Regions from separate parts of the Danio rerio genome. Here region 2 is linked to region 1. Evidence: chromatin contacts called from public HiChIP or PLAC-seq data. All regions are on one chromosome and are shown on one strand. The core of a region is the stretch at or near the end of the contact, and the rest is flanking DNA. Distances in the headings are between cores, read along the strand shown.

What was found. HiChIP or PLAC-seq counts read pairs in DNA pulled down with a chosen protein or histone mark.
Region 2: an H3K4me3 HiChIP or PLAC-seq map of embryo shows a contact between it and region 1, with 5 times the contacts expected there. The contact joins the promoter of n4bp1 here to the promoter of cbln1 in region 1.

What each region holds. Positions count from the first base shown.
Region 1 is chr18:19,486,859-19,493,829 of GRCz12tu, forward strand. cbln1 (cerebellin 1 precursor) reads left to right here and starts at 3,130. Exons shown (of 3, transcript NM_001430964.1): 1 at 3,130-3,659; 2 at 4,079-4,198. The coding sequence starts at 3,408.
Region 2 is chr18:19,788,829-19,795,799 of GRCz12tu, forward strand. It overlaps n4bp1 (nedd4 binding protein 1), which reads left to right and starts at 3,984. Exons shown (of 7, transcript NM_199787.2): 1 at 3,984-4,492. The coding sequence starts at 4,184.

The DNA of each region.
Region 1 (6,971 bases), core at 1,880-4,379:
CTATGCAGGACACTGGCTCTCCAGGACCAAGTTTGGGCACCCCTGATCTACAAGTATCTGCCATAGGGAACTTGAACCAGCGACCTTCTTGCTGTGGGGCGACAGTGCTAACCACTGAGTCACCGTGTTGCCCTTGTATTCTGTCTGGATTATATTTCTGGCCTATGCATCATATTGTGCCCTTTAAAGTGACACTGACAACCAAAAATGAAAACTCTCTCATGTTCTTATCCTAATGTGGCTGCAGATTTTAGCTGTATGATTTTTTTTTTGTTTCAAATAAGCTTCAATATTTGTAGTCTATAAAATGCAGGTGCACCATACCCCTAAATTTTCATACTTTTCTCACACATATGTAATTTCTCTTCAGAGGTTGTGTGGGTTGCCATAATGTCATGTTTATGCAGTTTTTGATATGTGGATGACCATTCCAGAGATGACATGTTTTGTACTTGTGCCATTGCATTTTGTTTAGTTGTTACTCCTTTGATCATACCCTTGCTCCGTATGCCTGCTTGATATTTTATTTGATGTATTTCACTTTGATGATTCAGTATGATGAAACAAAAATCATCATTCTTGTTTTTATTTTGGCTTATTTACTATATTCCTTCCTTTTTAATTCTCAAGTTTAAAGTTGTACTTCAATGGTTTGTTTTCTGATTATTTACGCTTTTTTTCCGTTACAGGACCTTGATCTCTGTTCTGACAACTTTTAGTTGAAAAGTTGAACTAAAGTTACATTTTAGTAGTTTGAAATTATATGATGTCTGGGTTAGCACTGTCGCCTCACAGCAAGAAGGTTGCTTGGGCAGTTGGTATTTCTGTGTAGAGTTTGCAAGTTCTCCCTGTATGGGCGTGGGCTATAGGTAAATTGAATAAACTAAATTGTCCATAGTGTATGTGTGTGAGTGTGTATTAGTGTTTCCCAGTACTGGGTTGCAGCTGGAAGGCCATCCACTGTGTAAAACATATACTGGAAAAGGTGGTGCATTCCACTGTGGCGACCCCTAATCAATAAAGGGACTAAGCCGAAAAAAAATGAATGATTGAATAATGTTTGGGTTGGTGATGTAAATGATTGTCCAAAAAACCAAAACAAACAAATGATCTGCCAGTATTGTAACACAATAAGAGGAAAAATAACGCAATACGTTTTAAAAAAATACTTTAATTATAATCTGATTTTATGAGTTTTTCGAGTTTAGATTTGCGGATAACGTGAAGTGTGAGACGATGAACACATAACTGCATGTTTTAGCTTCCAGCGCTTTTAAGGCATTTTTAACAGCACACCACTGCAGTCTTGTGGGTGGCTGACCTTACTAAAGCTGTGCCTACAGCTCATCATCTCTTCTTTAGAACATTTCTTTTGATAAAGTGAATAGGTGACTTGCTGACTCCAGATCAGCATGCCGTCTGCTCCTGTTGAGATAACTGTGAGATACAGGTGGTGAAATACCTACTGTTTATTCTCTTTGCTTTCACCATAACAGCAGGTACCCATACGTTGGTGTGCACATAAAAGTATCTGTGTATAATTATATATTTTTTTCTCCTGTACCAGGTCCAGATCTGCAAATACTAACAAAAACACTTCCCTTTCATATGTGGCGTCCAATTTAATGAACTATCGGCTCAACTCTCGTATTCTCCTACATGCTTTGTTGTCGCTGTTTCTTTCAAATGTCAAGCTCGTCCTCTGTTCTTGTTTAGCTCGCCATGTCTCTTTTCTTGCTAAAACCTGCTCAGTGATCTCATTTATTAAATGTCATGTAGGAACTGCGCTGGCGCAGAATGAGCGCTGTCAGAAAAAATGAGAATCGCGCGGGCCTCAGACGCCACATGCCATCAACAACTCTGCGCCAAATATTTGGAGCAACAGCATATGTTCCCTAAGTTTGCGGCGTAAATGTTCTACGCAGACTTCTCCGTTTATTCACAATGCGTCAGCTGTTTCCCAAGACTGCTGTGGTAGATAAAGATTGTTGTATAGCCAGTAGTTATTCAATTGCCACAGTTAAACTATGGTGATTTTTATATCCACGGTATTGCATTAGAAGCATGTGGTATAATTGTTTTAAAAATGCATAATAAAAAGATATCTGTGCCAAAACCCGTAATAGGTTAAATCTATTTAAACCTATTTAATAAAAATGTATTTCTAGCCTACATTATACGATACATTAACAAGTAAAATGTGCTTTGCAGCTTAAATATAGTCTACCCATAACTGTCGTGAAGGTGGTAAAATAAAGGCCACCACACCAAGACTTGCGTTAATTAAAATAGCCTTTTCTTGAGCCATAGCTAAAAATACAGGCAGACTGACAGTTTAGTAACAAAATATCGCCTAACTTACTTGTAAATATTTAACATTTAATAAAAAATACACAAAGGATCTGCAAAAAAACGTCCAGGATTTTTATGAATATTTTTTAAAGAAATAGCCTACTTAACTTACAATAAAAAAATAGTTGCACATTGTAAATGCATGTTAAATTACATTCTTTATTTTTACTTTAAAAGCCCATATTTGTAAAGTAAAATTAAATTTCTTCTCCATTATATTGAATTTATTATTTGAATTTATTATTTTCCATATTTTAATTTTCCTTTCTAACAAAATCACTTTTTTAAGACGCGGTCTTCCTGTTAAAAGTTGACTAGCGGAAATATGTTGCTTATCATCCTTTTCCTCAGCAATAGGTGTCCGGTGGTGAGCAAAACAACTTTTTCAACTTCTTCCACCCGCCTTTCATGAAGCCAGCCTCCGCTGCGTTTCCGCGCGCTCCCAATCCATTCATCTTGAGTTAGAATTATGGCATGGAAGAATAAATTGCGTCCTTGTGTCCGGCAGAACGATGATAAAATAACGCGCCCCTATTTTCAGCGGATCGGGGTGTCATCCCCTTCTGTCTGCTGAGTAGGATCCACCTGTAAGATACTCCTTTTGAGGGGTGGGACCCCATCGGCGCTGTCACGAGAAGAGGCGGTCCATGCACTAGCTTGGAAAAAGGATTGGAAAAGTAAAGAGCGTCTCCTGCGCTGATTGGGGGCCCGGAGGGGAGAGCGAGGAGGGCGGGAGGATTGCGCTCACGAGCCTTTGTGTTTCACTTCTAATATCTCACATATCAATAATTGAGCGCGCGAGCAGACGGACCCCACGCGCTATGTATTCTACTGCGCGCGAGCAGGGAAAGGGCCTTGATCCGCTTCCAGTCGGCTCTTCTACTACGGACTGAAAGGGAACGAGTGGGGAAACTGTTTTAGTCTTAACTTGAACTGTTTGGAAGGACTTCATTGTACAGTGAGGACAGGTGTGGAGTGTTTTTGGTTCGGGATTTGAGCGGGCTGTGTTGTCTTTGAGAGAAGACTGCTGTTAGGTGCGGAGCGAAGTTGGCATGATGTTGACGTTGGTGCTCGGCGCAGTGTGGTTAGTGTGCCATGCATACGCACAGAACGAGACAGAGCCCATCGTATTGGAGGGGAAATGCTTGGTCGTGTGCGATTCAAATCCCACCTCAGACCCCACTGGGACGGCTCTTGGGATATCGGTGCGCTCGGGAAGCGCCAAAGTGGCTTTTTCCGTGGTGAGAAACACGAACCACGAGCCGTCGGAGATGAGCAATCGAACTATGGTGATCTACTTCGATCAGGTACAGTTTCAGTATGGAAAGAGGCACGTGTTTTGTTTAATCTTACTTTTGACGCGTTGGGATCAGTGGGATGTTTTTTTGTGTCACGGTTACAAATGCAAACCAGATCGCAAAATCAAAGAAATATCGCAGCAATGAAAGCTTTAACTGATACGTGTAATCTAGGGAGATGTCACATTTCCTTCCACTTCGTTAAAGGTCAATTACAGGCTAATGGCTTTCAATTATATCTAATAGCCGTGAACTTCTTTGTCGTGTCTTAAAACTATCCTCCATCTGCTCTTGTATGTATAATCAATTGATTTGCTGCTTTGTACAAGCGAGTTTTCACTGTAAAACTTCAAGAGACAAAACTTATTGTAATAAGGCGTTTTTAAGCGATGTTTGGCTTCGATTCTGATGTCTGCATCCTCCTTCAGGTACTGGTCAACGTTGGTAGAAGTTTCGACGAAGAAAGGAGCAATTTCTTCGCCCCGCGCAAAGGGATATACAGTTTTAATTTCCACGTAGTGAAAGTGTATAATCGTCAAACTATCCAGGTAAGTGCACATTCCTTAATGGTCACCATTCTCTAACGTATTTTTGGTGCACTTGGGGCATTGAATTAGTTGAGAAAATTGCTAAATCCAAGTCTTTCTTTAGGTTAATTCTTTGTTTTATTACCTCAATTAAAACGAGATTAACACTCAGCCAAAAATTGGCCCGCAGACAAGACTGGCGCGTGTTCAGGACCATGGACAGTGAATGCTCTGCTCATGACCGATTCGACTTCTGATTTTTCAATGTCTGTACAGCACTATATATATATATATATATATATATATATATATATATATATATATATATATATATATATATATATATATATATATATATATATGTGTGTGTGTGTGTGTGTGTGTGTGCGCACGCTGTCTTTAGCCAATTTACATGTACTATCAAAACGCTGCATCTCAGAGGATTTACAACTCTCTTTATTCCGTGCAGGTCGTGCTGAAGGCAGTAGTTTGGAGCTGTGTATACGAGACTCACACACACTAATAAATGATGTGATTCATAAATCTAAACCAATGCTCTCTAAGATCATTTAATTAGGACAAATTAAACATTTGGAAATAGTCTTGGGTTGGAAGGCCTTTTTAAAGTTTTATTTAATGTATGCTAACCGCAAGAATTACAAGACTGATATTTAAGCCTTGTAAACTTTAATATTTTTATCACATCATTACCCAAATATCATGTGTAAGGAAGAGCCTATTGTTCATAGCCTGTGTTGCGCAATAAGTGTGAACAGATAGACACAGTGTAAAAGATAAAAACAAAATTTTCTAATAATGCTCATCTAATGTGTCTGGAGCAAACAGAAAATGTAGTTTTTACACATATTGTCTATAATTGATTCCATGCTGATTTGAATATAGACCTTAATTTCAATTAGTTCTAAAGCCACTTTTTTAATGAGCAAAGTTGTACTGAACTAATCACATATGTTTGGTTAGAGTAATACAACTGTCTGTGTGTGAAAGGCTTTGTTCTTTTATGTACACTTCAGACTTCAAAGAAAACATGATTTCCACTCTGTTGATCAGGGAGGGAGGAACAGGCCTCTGTATTAGCATTCAGAACATAGGATAAACACGCACAATGATCTAAAAAGCTCTATAAATAATATAGCAACACACTGTATCTGCATGGATCTCACAAATCTGTATGGAAAACACACACCGTGTTTGTATGAATTGTTTGCTTGGAGAACTGCATGCATTGGGTAGAAAAATTCTTATAGTCGATCTTGTTCAGTACTCGAAGGACAAGTCGGTTTATCAACACTTGGTATTTCAATGTGGAAAAGCTTTTTTAAATTCTGGTCTGCTTCAGGCGACAATCAAATGATCCCATACTCGATTTAAAATTCCAGTCAGTTGTTTTAATTGTAAGTTAATTTAATCATAAATCTCACAAACATGTTTTAGTTAACACATTATATTACGTTAGCTTTAGGGTGCAAAACTGAGAAGACAAGCACAACACAATACAAATTGTCAAAGAAAGTTCTTCTCATGTAAAGCTTGAACTCTTTTCAACAAAGCAGCAGACAGCCATGCATTTGAATATTGATTGCAGACATACTGGCCAGATTTTATTGAGCACAATTGTCTTTGTCGCAGATGTGACAGACGGTAATTAAGAAAATTACTCTCTGACCTAAAATAATGACCCTGTGAATAGATATGACAAAGGAGCGGGAAAACATTTTGTCGTCGCTCATGTCCAACCATTATGTATGACTGAGACAGGCAAAGGGATGGAGAGAGAGAGAAAGAGGGGGTTTGTCCTCCATCACTCCACTGCGTCATTTGGACAGGAAGCTGTCTGTCGTTACGTTAAATGCAGCATTAAATTATGTGTTGCGAATTACTCGCATTATCTCATTTTTGGGGATCTTTTATACAATGGTTCATTTGTATGTTCTACATGTACACGAAATGAGGACGGAATTCAAATTACATAGCCACAAAGCTGGAGGATTGTTTTTTGGAAAGTCACCCAATAAAAAAAAATGAGTTCAATGAACAAATGCATGCTAATATTTATCCTTTTATAACAGAAATTTCTCATAGTGTAATGGTGTTTTCGCTCAATGACAGCGATCCGGATTTTGTGTATCTGATGGTCACGCACAACATTCAAAGGTGCCTTTTCAATAACCACAAGCTCATTGCTTGCTTGCAGTATCAAATGTCATTTTCGCTCTACTTCTGGCACAATCTGAGAATGGTTTACATTAAAACACACACACACAAATAAAGCAGTGTGCCATTTTCATTTCCCCTGGCAAAGGCCCATAAATGCTTTGATCAATTTTTATGATTTCATAAGGAGCTGCCTACTGTATTATCAAGGGACTTGTCAGCCTTCAAAAGAAAAAGAATGGGAGTGTATAGATTGAGTGTGTTATTGTTAATGAGAAGATTAAAACAGGCTCTGATTTATACTAATAACATTACTGTTGCAGTTGGGGCTTTGTACTGTATACAAGTTTGTCATCCGTCTTTTGGATGAGATGATAAACCGAGGTCCAGACTCTCTGTGGTCATTAAAAATCACATAGCACTTTTCATAAAGAGTAGGGGTTTAACCCCGATCTCCTGGCCAAATTCCCTTTCAGCCCTTAACCATCATGGCCTCCCAATCATTCCCATCCACCGAATTGGCTGTATCAATATCTCTCCACTACACCAATAGCTGGTGTGTGGTGTGCGCACTGACGCCATTGTCCTGTGGCTGCCGTCGTTAGACATGGGACATTAA
Region 2 (6,971 bases), core at 2,734-5,233, 300 kb after region 1:
GCTGCCTCTGCTTGTGTTGAAAACTACCTCGTGGCCTTGTCCTCTTCCAGCAGTCTACTTTTGTTCTAGCTCCTCTTCTGCTCCCCCTCCCCTGCACAGATGCAGAGCCCACACACTCGCTGTCCATGAGAGCTTCAAAGAAAAAGTGTTTAGTTTTATGCACAGGTTTTAGTTTTACCCTGAAACTTGGGTGTCTATTGCAGTTGAATAAATGTGCTGTCATCTCTGTAAAGGAAGAGAAGGGATTTTGTAAATGTGGTTAATGTGAACCGAAAGACTCAAAAAGCACCAATTGACTCCACTGATCTGTATTAAATGTAAAAGAAAGAAAGACATTTCTACCACATCAGAAACAATCAAGCTTTGCTAAATCATGAAAATCCTAAACAGTGAAATTATGACATAAAAAAGCTTCTTTTTGCTTGACTTGCTTATCAATTTGTCAAAACAATTTTAGCATTATGACTTTTAATTTCAAAATTATAAATTGCATCAGAATGTAGCATTGATCACACATTATCTTAGTGCTAATCATACTATTTGACTGTAAATTAATAAATGAAACTGGAAGTTGCTAGAATTATTTTGTAAAATAAAATATAGTAAAAATGTAAACATGTTTACAAAAGAACCTGTCAGTTTTGCTGTATAAATCTGTAATAAAAGGATAGAGTCATTTACACAAACACAAAACATCTGTAACACATATCACTTACATAAAAGCTAAGTGCAAACAACTGATGACTAATATGAACTATTTTAATGGATAATAATAATAGGGCAGTAGGGTGGCGTAGTGTGTAGCACAATGACCTCACAGCAAGAAGGTCGCTGATTCGAGCCCTAGCTGGGTCAGTTGGCGTTTCTGTGTGGAGTTTGTATGTTGTCCCCGTGTTTGCGTGGGTTTCTTCTTCGTGCTCCGGTTTCCCCCACAGTCAAACACACATGCACTATTGGTGAATTGGGTAAGCTAAATTGTCAGTAGTGTATGCGTGTGAATGGGTGCGTATGGATGTTCCCCAGTGATGGGTTGCAGCTGGAAGGGCTGCAAAAGAGGCTGAGCCAAAAGAAAAATGATTCAAGGCTGAGCCAAAAGAAAAATGAACTATTAATAATGATAATAATAATCTGCATAATAAAATGTGTAATATTGCAGAGGGATTTATGGGAATGTTTAAGATGTTACTTTCAAAAATGAGCAAGTTTAGCATTGACTCTGCTGTACTTTTTTAACAAACTCAAAAGGTCTTATCCCTCTTTTCTAAAGTCCAGTAGACTATGGCTTCAAGTCATTGTTTTTTTTCCTAGACACACCAAAACATCTCCAAAAACATAAATGTTTGCAGGATAATAATAATATTTTTGGGGATTGAATGTATGCTCAAATTTCTGACTTTCATTTAATTATAAATGCAAAGCATGTTTTTGTCTAATGTTATGCCTGATATCAATGCTGTTTAAAAAAAGAAGAATAATACTGTCCCCTTACACACAGTCTCAATAAACAAATGTTTGCAGGAGTATGTGAAACCAAAGACTATACAATGTAAGGACTTTGGTGGAACACGGAAAAGCAGAGAGAACAGAACAACCGATGAAACACAATTGTTGTGTATTTTATAAAGGAACTAATCATATACCACAGTGATGAAAACTATTTTTAATCAAGTTTTTATGTGTATCGTATTTCTTTTTTTATTTTCCTTTTTACATTTTTATTTATTTATTTGTTATTACTGTACTGGTGTTGCAATGTATGTACCCTATAAATACACCTGCTTTGCATTTGTATGACGCTTGAGGGCTTGAACCTTGATGTATGCAGACCATTAGCTATGTGCCGTCAGCCGATGCCCTTCCAGCTCCAACCCATCTCTGGGTAACATCCACAGACACTCATTCCCTACGGACAATTTAGCCTACCTAATTCACTTGTACCGCATGTCTTTGGACTGTTGGGGAAACCGGAGTAAATGCACGTGAACGCAGCAAGAACATGCAAACTCCTCACAGAAACGCCAACTTACCCAGCTGAGACTCGAATCAGCTACCTTATTGCTGTAAGGCGACAGCACTCCCTACTGTGCCACTCCATACCAATACTACATTTGATCTATTTTATATTTGTATTCTTTATAGCCTAATTATTTATTTTCTAGCGTTTCTCTAACTATGTAAGAACGTCTAACGATCTAAAAAACAATATTTGTATTTCAGATTTTAAGATATTCATATAGAATTCATGTTCATAGAATAAAAATATTAACAATTTACTTAAAGTCCCCATGAACCGGAAGCTGTGGCTGTTCATTTATTTATTTATTTTTGTATTGTGATGCATTTCCTAGAGAAACAGAATATTGAATAAGAAAACAATGGGCATGGCTGCTGTGAACTGAATGGATGTAGTAAAGTAGGCTTTTCAGTCAGAAAGATTAGGAAAAGGGTTTAGGGAGAGTTATTACAACCTATAGATACATCCTTCTTACCATTTCTGTTTGTTGCCAATTGGAGGGGCGTGGTTACATATAATAGCCACGCCCATTTGCTAATCTGAAATTTTAACTGAAAAAAAGTGCATTTTCAGATTTCAATTAAAGGGGTGGTCCAGAAAGTAATTTTAAGGCTTGGTTGTGTTGATAAGATGCAAAGCAATGTGTGCTCATGTTTCACTTGAAGGAAATCGCCTTATTTTTTCATAAATCTCACTTTGATTTCATACAGCTACTCAGCTAACATGAACATGGGAGGGACATGATCAAATGCCTTCTCCAAGTCCACAAAACACATGTGGACTGGTTGAGCATACTCCCATGAACCCTCGAGCACCCTGGTGAGGGTACAGAGCTGGTCCAGTGTACCACGGCCTGGACGAAAACCGCATTCTTCCTCCTGGATCCTCGGTTCAACCATTGGCCGGATCATCCTCTCCAGTACCCTGGCATAGACTTTCCCCGGGAGGCTGAGGAGTGTGATCCCCCTATAGTTGGAGCACACCCTCTGGTCCCCCTTCATAAAAATGGGAACCACCACCCCAGTTGCCCAGTCCAAAGTTACTGTTCCCGACCTCCATGCAATGTTGTAAAGACATGTCAGCCACGACAGCCCCACAACATCCAGAGACCTAAGATACACATGGTGAATCTCATCCACCCCCGCTGCTTTGCCACTGCGGAGCTTGCAAACTACCTCAGTGACCTCAGCTTGGGTGATGGGCGAGTCCACCCCTGCATCCCCAGTCTCTGCTTCCTCGATGAAAGACATGCCGGTGGGGTTAAGGAGATCCTCAAAGTATTCCTTCCACCGCCCGACAACATCCCCAGTTGAGGTCAGAGGACCCTCACAATAAGCTTGGGCCTACCAGGTTTGTCCAGCTTTCCCCCTTGCCAGCGGATCCAACTCATTTAGTCATTTACATTTAGTCATTAGCAGACGCTTTTATCCAAAGCGACTTACAAATGAGGACAAGGAAGAAACTTACAGAACTATAAGAGCAACAATGAATAAGTGCTATAGTCAAGTTTCAGTTCTGTAAAGTCTAAGAAGGAAAGTATTAGTACTTTTTTTTTTGAGTAAAAGTATTGATACTGCTCTAAAAAATGCACTCATGGGAAGGTTTAAGTACACATTTTTTAAACTACTTTGTAAATTACAATTCCTAAAATTAGAAAAACTACTCAATTACAGTAACTGGAGTATATGTTATTTGTAACTTTACAACACTGCTCAATCGTGGGTCACCTAAAACATGGTTGGTATATCACAGGTTATTTCACAGTTTTTATTAACATTTCCCTTCTCTCTCCGACTATGTTACCCAGCATTATTTTACTATTGTTTACAATAGTAACAACAATTGCAGTGTGATATTTTTGGCGTAAACAGTGTGGTGGTTACCACGAGCAACAGACTCTTATCTGTAATCATAGCAGATGACGTATCACCAAACGTCGTCGTCTGCTGATGACGTGCGATGCGCGGGGATTTCCGGGTGCGACGGGGATGTAAGCTACCAGGCTAACGAAAGTAACGTCAAAACACAGATACTACAGCGCTGTTGACAAACGTCAAGACAGAGCCAGCAGGAAGCGATCATGAAGGGAGTAAAAGATTCATTTTACAAGGAGCGTTTCTAAAAGTGAATGTACTTGTATTAGCGTAGATCGATACGGCTGAAAATAAAATGTCAACAACGCGGCCCCTCCTCGGGATGAAGCGAATCACCGAGGTAACCTGCACGGAGCCGCCGGGAGGCAGACAGTCACCGACCGCCAGCAGAGCACAACCCGATTCGCTCACCGTAGACGAGTTTACAGTGCACGAAGACAAGCAGACCGAGCTCAAATGCAGCAAACCGAAGGTCGAACAGGTTTTCCAAGTGACATTCACGATTATCGGGCTCCTGGATCATACTGGAGCCCACGGAAGTAAGGCTTCCAGACAGATCTGGCTCCAGCTTAAAGGGAAAAAGGAGGATGTGTATAAAGCGAAGGTAAATCAAAGTAAATCAAGATGTTAGTTGTGGTAATAATGTTTGTCCTTTGTTTTTGTTTATACCTAATTTTCACAAGAGAAATTGATGAACTTGCTGTGAGGCAAAGTTGCAACGTAATAGCTGGAGGAAGCTGAGATTACCCTGAACTCAGTCAGCTGCGTCAGTCGGCAACATGTTTGTCTTTATTTGACATTTACACCTCGCCTTATAGTATGCTGTTGTCTCTTTTGTGTCTGTCTGCCCCCACAAAAATGATTTTAATCATGCTTTCATTTTGCCTACTAAAACCTTTTTCAAGACAGCGTTTTAAATAGAAGTCCACCAGAGTTCAAAGTGTGCTTGTGTAGTTCATTGCAAGTTTGCTTATCTAGTTCAGAAGAAATGAGCAACAGAAAGATTTAAAATGGTCACTCTATTTACACACATTGTTCCAGACCAACTTTTAATTAGGGTGGAACACAGAACTTTGGCTTTTTTTTTAGTTATCTTTTTTCGAAGAGAAGATAAACAGCAACCCATTGGCCATTTGTTTATCTAAAACAAAATTACTTATTTATAGATCTGAGGTTGAAAAGTAACACCACACTCATCGTGATGTAGTATTACACATCAGCTTGGTTATGATTCATAAGGACAAATTGTTTTGGACACATACCATCTGTGCTTATTTAGGATCTCAGTTGTTAATTATAATGCTTAAATTTCCCATTAGAGTTGTGCGTTATGTACATTTTGAGTAAGTTTCGCCGAACTACATAGATCCAGCATATTGTAAATGAGGTCAGTGTATTTCATAATATCTCAGCAGACAGTAATACATTTGTAAGCTTTCATACTCATGAAATATCGATCCAACCCTGTATATTATCATGAAAATGTTTCCTGTTAATGTGGTATCAAAAAAAAAGATTTACCAACCAAGACAGCAACAAAAGATGTGTTTTTACTAAACGTGTGGCATCATCGCCCAATCCTAACATTCAATTTTTTTTAAAAGGAAATTACAACCATCAGTACCAGTAAACCTGGAATATCCTTATTGTTAAGCCATGAAACGGAAACCACTCATTGGATGTGTTACACCACTATGTACACTTCCTCTTTATCAAATCATTTTGAATAAATTTGTAATGCTTTTTCACATATGGGACTAGCGTCGAGAAATGTTCTGTGAAATTACATTCACAACCAAAAAGCTCCAGATTTGCACTGCACTGACTTTTGAATATATATGTATATAAATATAAATATATATATATATATATATATATATATATATATATATATATATATATATATATATATATATATATATATATATATATATATATATATATACCCATTTGATATGTAATAGTATGACAGATAAAGGCTAGTATCTATGTCTCATACAAACTGTGTCATTTATTTTCTCATGATTCTTTGACAGAGGTCTATTTGCTTAGTCAGGACAAGATGGGAGGCCCCCGATGTATTTCACTTTCGTTTCTAGTAACTGCTCAGAGTAGAGTCTTTTAACCTGGCGTCATTACTGGTACTATAAATGAGTATTTATTTTACCGTAACTCAATCAAAGATCAAAGAAACTAAAAGATCAGCAGAGCTGTGACTGAATGGTCCACCTCTTGAGCTTCCTGTATTGTTTTTCATTTGAAAGTCTGACTAGCTATTTGCAGGTCCATTTACTCAAAGCCACGTGAGTGTCATGTCAGTATTGTGTGTTTTCATTTGTAGAAATACAAACAAAGCCTTATAACATTGTTCAAATTGAAAGAATGTTATGTATTTTAATAAAAGTTATACAATGAGCTTGTTTTCTAACCTTAAACCACTTAACTATTATTGGCAAACAGAGTTCATTTCCTTTTTCTTTTTTTTAATAATTCCAAAAATAAAATCTGATTAATTGTTTTGTGCCACATTGTGTTTTCGAACACCCAGCACCCAAGAGATGATTACAGGAAGTTGTATAACACAATCATTCAGTGTCGTTGACAATGTTGTCATGAGCAGCTTGTTTTTAAATGAACAGTGGCTACTTTTCCATCCACCTATTTTTATAATGTATGCACATAACAGAGTCGGATAAACTTTTTATTTGATCATAAAAGATGCACATAAACTACGATGGATACATTTTTACCAAACAAATTCCAGAATGCACGTTTAAAAAAAGGGAATGTTATTTTGTTATGAGAGATCATGTGATAATGAAAATGTGTGTGAATGGAAAAACCAGCAGGCTGAGCACACTGTTAAACATCTGAAATGTTGTTTTGGTCATTCTAAAACACCTTACCATTTCAGTATTAGTGTTAATGTATTATTAATGACCTCCAGAACTGTCAAGAGCATCTGTGCTTTGCGTCTTACGCTTTCAAACACCACCACGCGTTCATTGCATGTCGGCATACTGTCTTCTTAGGCGCAAGTCATTTATTAAATTAAGAAAAGATTCACACAGCTTCACCTACCA